2 separate regions of the Sus scrofa genome follow, and region 2 is linked to region 1. A link is a contact called in public HiChIP or PLAC-seq data. All regions are on one chromosome and are shown on one strand. The core of a region is the stretch at or near the end of the contact, and the rest is flanking DNA. Distances in the headings are between cores, read along the strand shown.

The links. HiChIP or PLAC-seq counts read pairs in DNA pulled down with a chosen protein or histone mark.
Region 2: a contact with region 1 is called in an H3K27ac HiChIP or PLAC-seq map of alveolar macrophages. The contact joins the promoter of LOC100525572 here to the enhancer-like site in region 1.

The regions. Positions count from the first base shown.
Region 1 is chr4:92,629,003-92,631,927 of Sscrofa11.1, reverse strand. It overlaps FCRL5 (Fc receptor-like protein 5), which reads right to left. Exons shown (of 16, transcript XM_013996926.2): 15 at 1,905-1,936; 16 at 215-1,828. The coding sequence ends at 1,739. Among named protein-coding and RNA genes, the nearest start is that of FCRL5, 52 kb to the right of the region's middle. Within about 2 kb of position 1,292, at least 1 of the 83 cell types and tissues checked has an H3K27ac peak or open chromatin away from gene starts, as enhancers often do. A contact at or near this core is called in alveolar macrophages, where this site is marked.
Region 2 is chr4:92,790,072-92,793,420 of Sscrofa11.1, reverse strand. It overlaps LOC100525572 (SLAM family member 9), which reads left to right and starts at 1,760. Exons shown (of 9, transcript XR_002343395.1): 1 at 1,760-1,901; 2 at 2,009-2,192; 3 at 2,450-2,554.

The DNA.
Region 1 (2,925 bases), core at 43-2,542:
AATTCAGGGATGGCTATGTATCTGCTGCCTTGGGTAAGAAAAAGGAGGAGGGATGGAAGGGAGGGAGAGAGGGAGGGGAGGAGAAAGAGAACAGAGGGATGAGAGCAAGTTTTGTGGGGACGACTGATTGGATTTCATGTTGTATTTGAGATATCTGCAGGTCATGCAGGTTTTGAACAAGACACAGTATTCATCTCAAACTGACACACACAACTCTTAGTAGTGATTTTATTGGTATTGTTTAAAAAACCCTCTGAGATCAAGGGACACATATTGCACTTTGCTGGGTTAAGAGAGCAGATAATGATATCGATGAATTTGTAGAGGTGATGTTTATTCATCAGGGAGATTAATAGATATCCAATTTGATAACCTTTCATTGATAACCAGGTGAATGCCAGACACCATGCTCACCCCTTCAGCTTTGCTTTTAAGAACTCTCAGTCTTGTTAGGGAAACACAAAAATGCACACATCTCTGTAGCAGAGGTGCCATGTAGAGGAAAGAGCACCGCCCTGGGTGCCAGGACTCCTGGGTTTATTTTCGTGTGCACTTCGCCACTAACAGGTTGTGTGATTTTCAGTTAGTGGCTCTTCCTCTCTGGTTCTCAATTTCCAACCACAAAATTGGAGAAGTGGCCTAGATAAACTCAAAATTTCCCCCCAAACATCAACCATCATTGATTTGAGCATCAGTATAAAAGTGCTGTGGGAGCCCAAAGAAGAAACAGACTGCTTCTGGGAGGGTGGAGGATGGGCCATTGAGTTGGAGCTCAAAGAATGAGCAGGGTTTCAGCAAATGCAAATGATGGGAAAGTACTTCTAGAAAGAGGAAGTGCAGAAAGGCTACATTAGAAAATAGGGAAGGGACCGTAGGTTGTGGAGAGCGATGATTATGAGAAAGGCTGGAGAGGGAAGTGGGCGCTGAATGGAGAGGGCTAAAGGGTGCATTATTCACTCTGTATTCATCCCCTTTTTGGGAAAGTGTGAGGCCTGAGGTGGGGAAGCAAGCTGGTGGCAGCTACTTTTTCCTGACCCAGGGAGGCTGATGAAACCCAGTGTGTTGCAGAGAAGTTCTCTCAGCAACAGCTGCTGAGGATGTTCTAGTGAAAGGATGGTGCAGGGAGCCTGTGATCTGCATGAGTGGCCCCCATGGAGTTGGGCGGTGGGCAACCAGAGCACGTGCTGCTTCCCCATGGGCCTCTGCCAAGAACTTTGGAGCTTGGGTACTCAATATGGTCCTAGGAGCAGTAGCATCAGCACCATGTGCGAGTTTGTCATAGATGCAGGATCTTAGCCACCACCCAAACCCGGTGAATCAGAGTGTGCCTTTTCACAAGGTCCCCAGCTGACCCATAAGCACTTTTAAGTTTGAGAAGCTTTCCTGCTTTCTGAGAGCAGGTTGTCAGGTGCAGTCCTCATTGAGGAAAGATAGGGGTGTGCATGGGAATAGGACTCAGTATAGTGACCAAAGCTGAAGCCCACTGAGGAAGCCAGGTGATGTGATGCGCCCTGGATTGGGAGCAACATGTCATTAGAAAAAAAGGACCATGGTGCCAGAGCTGTCACTTCAGAAGTAGATGGAGTTCCTTCAGGGCCCTCTGGTCTGTTCAGACTGGTGCACAGCCCACTTGATGTGGCATGGGGTGGTTTTACATCTTCTCACATGGATGTCCCTTCTCCCCCAAGGATGGCTTTGGGCTGCAGAAGCTGACATAGCAGTTGGGAGCTGTGTGGACTCATCTGTGAGGAGTGGATGAATCCAAGAGCTGGGGCTTAGGGGCTGGGGCTGAAGCCACCTTCACCTGCGAGTAGATGACACAGGCATCCTGGGGGGAAGAGCACACAGGTTGAGGGAGAGCTGGCGGGCCCGAGGTGGGAGGGTACATAGGTTGTGGGACTCACCTTGTCGTTGAGAAGCTCTGGTGCGGAGGCCACTGTGGAAAGAAGGGAGGTGTTCAGCTGGGAGCTCAGAACTCTCTCCGCAAGCCCATGCTGTCGGCCCAGTCCCAGCCATCTCTCTGGGGCCCCCTCAGCCTCACAGCTTCCACCGACTCTCTCCTCAACATCCTTTCACTCTTTGTTCCCCACACTGAGCTCTCCAGGGGCTCTCAAAAGGAAGGAATCTACCTTTTATCTTGTTCGTGCTTTGATTATAGATTCTTAGCATTTGTTATGGAGAAGCATCCTGGCCTGGAGCAGAGGCAGGGTGGTGATTTAGAACAGACTCCAAGCCCGGAACACCCCAGACTGAGCCCTGGGTTGGCGAGCTACCTCTGAGGCCCTGGGCAATCCACTCAGTACACTCAATATCTCCTGCCTCGATGGTCTCATCTGTATGATGGGAATAATGATATCATTTACCTATAGTGTTACTGTAAATTTATATTTGTATGTGTGTGATTTCTAATATCTATTATGTGTTGAGCAGTTCCAATGTGCAGGTACAACTCTGAGTGCTATAAGCAAACTATAAATAAGTGTGTGTATATATTTATGGCACATATTTTCTTTATATTTTGTCTTTTTAGGGCCACACCCTTGGCATATGGAGGTTCTCAGGCTAGGGGTCCAATTGCAGCTATAGCATCTGGCCTACACCACAGCCCCAGCAACATGGGATAGGAGCCATGTCTATGACCTACACCACAGCTCATGGCAACGCCGGATCCTCAACCCACCGAGTGAGGCCAGGGATCGAATCTGTGTCCTCATGGATACTAATCAGGTTCATTAACCACTGAGCCATGGAACTCCAATGGCACATATATTTATGACATATTTATTTACTGTACCCAGAATAGTACTAGGCACATAGGAACTGCTCCACACATGTTGATATGAGGCTAGTATTATTATTTTTATATTGTTTTAAAGCTGGGATGAAATATGGCATTCTTCAGGCAGGGATTTCTCCTTTTGGCTC
Region 2 (3,349 bases), core at 511-3,010, 160 kb before region 1:
ATACCTCGGGGCTCAGTGACAGCAGCCGATGGTGACAGGCCAGGAGAGGAGAGCCCTGGCTGTGCCGAGGCACAAGGTGTGCTCAGTACGTATTTGCTGTGTGGGAGCCAGTCACGGCTGCCACGTGCAGCTTAGCTGAGAGCTTCCTGCCTTGGTCCAGAGCATGTGTGACATCCAGTGTCCTCACAGGAGGGCTGGGACGAGGGTGAGACCACAAGACCCCCCTCTCAGGATCCCACCCTGCCCTTGCCCCAGCCTGAGAGTGGGGCCTCCTCGTCTCCCCTGTTCTCGGGGCCTGGGACCTGCCTCAGAAAGGGGAGGGGCAAGATCCTGGTCACATCACAGATGACCCCTTGCTGCAGGGCTGTGGGAACCCAGCACAGAGAGCACCTGGTTCCATCTGGGCAGGATGGGGCGGCTCCCAGGGGCCATGTGAGCTGCACTGGGAGGGGTCAGCAAATATTTGACGGGACGGGAGGGAGCGTCTTAATCCAGGGAGCAGGAGCAGGTGACAGGCTGGAGGCTGATGGGGGCTCTTTCTTAGGCCCAGGAGGGAGGGGTGACCCCTGAAATGGGGAGGTTTTTCCCAGGTCCCTGCTCCTGCAGGAGCTCCCTCCCTCTGAGGTTCCAGTGGGAGGGTCTCAAAGGTCTGTGGGTACAATCTCCGGGGCTGTGGGTGGGGATCTGTGAGCCCACCCTCTTCCCTGTGTGGTAGAGTAATGTGCTCTGAATGCCTGGGTTTGGTAGAAGGTTGTGCAGGGGGATATGGTCTGTCTTCTTGTACAGAAGAGAGATGCTGAGAACCAGCTCAGCCAAGAATCACGAGGGAAAGCTCAGCAGAAAGAGACTGAATGATGTGGTTGGAGTGAGAGTCATGGACAAATGGGTGGGCAAGAGCCCTTGCAGAAGCTGGGAACAAGCCTGGGAAAGGAGCGGTCTCTTCACCAGGGGGGCTTCTCCAGCTTTAAAAGGTAATGCAGCTGGAGTGACTGATGGGATGGATGTGAAGACTAAGATGAAGAGACCCCAGGAGAGTGGGACACTGAGACTCCCCAGGAGGGCAGTTGGCTGCCCCAGGAAGGAGGGCAGGTCCCCCAGCCTGCAGCTTACACACAGTGGGGGTCCCTGGTCCTGTTGGGAGACCGCTAAGGCTTCTCAGGCCAGCAGCCTGTGCAGGTCTGAGCTGTGGCTGGAGGTGCCGGCCAGCTTGTGTTGCACTGAGTGCCTCGGGGAGGCGGCGGCCGTGGTTGAATAAGGGCAGGCTTGATCTCGGAGGCTTCTGAGATGCAGCCACAGTTCCGCTGCCTGGAATGAGGCAAAGGATGCAAAAGGCTGCCCTGGGTCAGGCCGGGCCTCCTTCCCCCTCATGTGGCTTCTCAAGTTCCGAAGTCACCTTGTGTGGGGGAATCACCGCACCGAGAGGGACCTGGACATGGAAAGACCTGGACCTGGAAAGACCATTGGTGTGAAAGAGCAGAGACCTGGTCCTAGGCCAGGTTGTACTACTACGGACTGGCTTCCAAACCATGGGTTTATTCATTAACCTCTTTGGATCCTCAGTTCCCACATCTGTGAAATGGGAAGGTAATTATAATGATATCTGTCTGTCTCACAGAAGCAAATGCTTTGTAAATTGGAAAGAGCGAGACAAGTTGGGGATGTGCATGGTCAGTGAGCCCTCTCACTTTGTAAAATGGTTGGAATGTTGCTGAGAAAGTAGAAATTTGGATTTCCCCAAATTTCTTGGTGTTCTGCCAGCATGTCTGTTTCTCTCCCAGTGTTCCTTGTTGGCTTAAAGGGAAATGGTGTGTGTGATTCCAACAAAAGCCTATTCATTTTCCATGGGGTTTGGCTTTGCCCTGCGTGTGGGGAGAATAAGCAATGCTGGCGGCAGCAGCCGGGTAAGCCCCAGGGTGCAGGCAGGAGTAGGTAAATGCCTACATTTGCATTGGGGGTGTGGGAAGCTGACACTTCCCCAGAAGAGCTTTGTTCTTTTGCTCTTCCTTAGGCACCTGATAGCTGAAGCTACAAAAAAATTAAACTTACTAAATAGTATAAAGACAGGAGACAGCACCCAAAGCAGCCGAGACCTAGCCCACCCTGGCTGAAAGACGGTGACTCCTGTGCCGAAGCAGAGGCTGACATGGGTGAACAGGACTGCCTGGGGCAGAGCTGTGACCGCTGGGAAACAGGTAAGGGGATCCTAGCTGGGGCTGGGGCATCTCCAACAGTGTGAGGTTGTTTATATATTTATTCTGCAATTGTTTATTAAGGTCCTACCGTAGGCGCTGGGATAATAGAGACCCCCTCGGAGCAGCTTAACGGAAGACTGGTGGGCTGCAAACCCAACTGCGGGAAGCCCCGCCTTAGGGTGGGAGGAACCCAAGCGCTTCTTTCGAGTGACGCTTCTTCGTTCCTCTCTCTCGTCTCTCTCGCTTCGGTCTCCCAGATGTCTTTTCTGCTGCTGAGCAGACTGGCAGGCAGCCGGTGATGGGGCCCTACTTGGAAGACCCCCTCCTCTGCTGGCTCCTGCGATTCTTCAGCCTCCTCGTCAGTGAGTGGTCCTGGCTCCTGGGAGGGAGGGCCACTGGGTGGAGCAGGGAGGCAGGGTCTCCTTTCCCCGTATTAATATCTTCTGTGAACAAAGAGACAAAGCAGCTTTGTAATTTTTCAGTAAATGCAGTGCAATTGGTTTAGAGTTCCAGGGTGAACAGAACAAACTGGCCTTTGGCTTGCGGAGAGACTGGGACCCTGAGCTCAGACAGCCCTGGCTGTAGGAAGGGAACCATTTCCAGGGACCTGAGATTGCTTCTGCTGCCTGGAGCTGCTTGGGGAAAGGGTGGGAGACTTAAGCTGGCTCCTTGGTTTGGAAGGGCGTGAAAACAAGGGTCCCCTAATCTGGGCTCAGCGGGGACCTGACAGCCTCTGCAACTTGAACCGGGGTCTGCGCCCGGAAGAAGCGGGTCTAGTCTGGGCTTCTTGACCAGATGCAGGATGTTGAATACCGTGAAATTCTGCTTTTGTAAAGGGAAGAGCAGCCTCTAAAACTTAAGGGCGTCTTGTATGCCCACATGTTGTAAGGCATATGGAGAGACTATGGAAGGAACTGGTAACAGGCTCCAGAAAGGGGCTGAACCTGGGGAGAAGAGAAGGGAAGGGGAAGTAGAAACAATAGGGAGTTCAGTGAAAAGGGAACTGGAGCCTGGGTGGACAACAACCTCATCACATTTCCTTCCAGACTTCATGGGAGATGGATAAGGAAATTAAATGAACACCAATGAGGAAATACTAAGGAATTTTGAAGTATGAATTCTGGAGAGAGAGTTGGAAAGCTTTTATTGTTTAAATT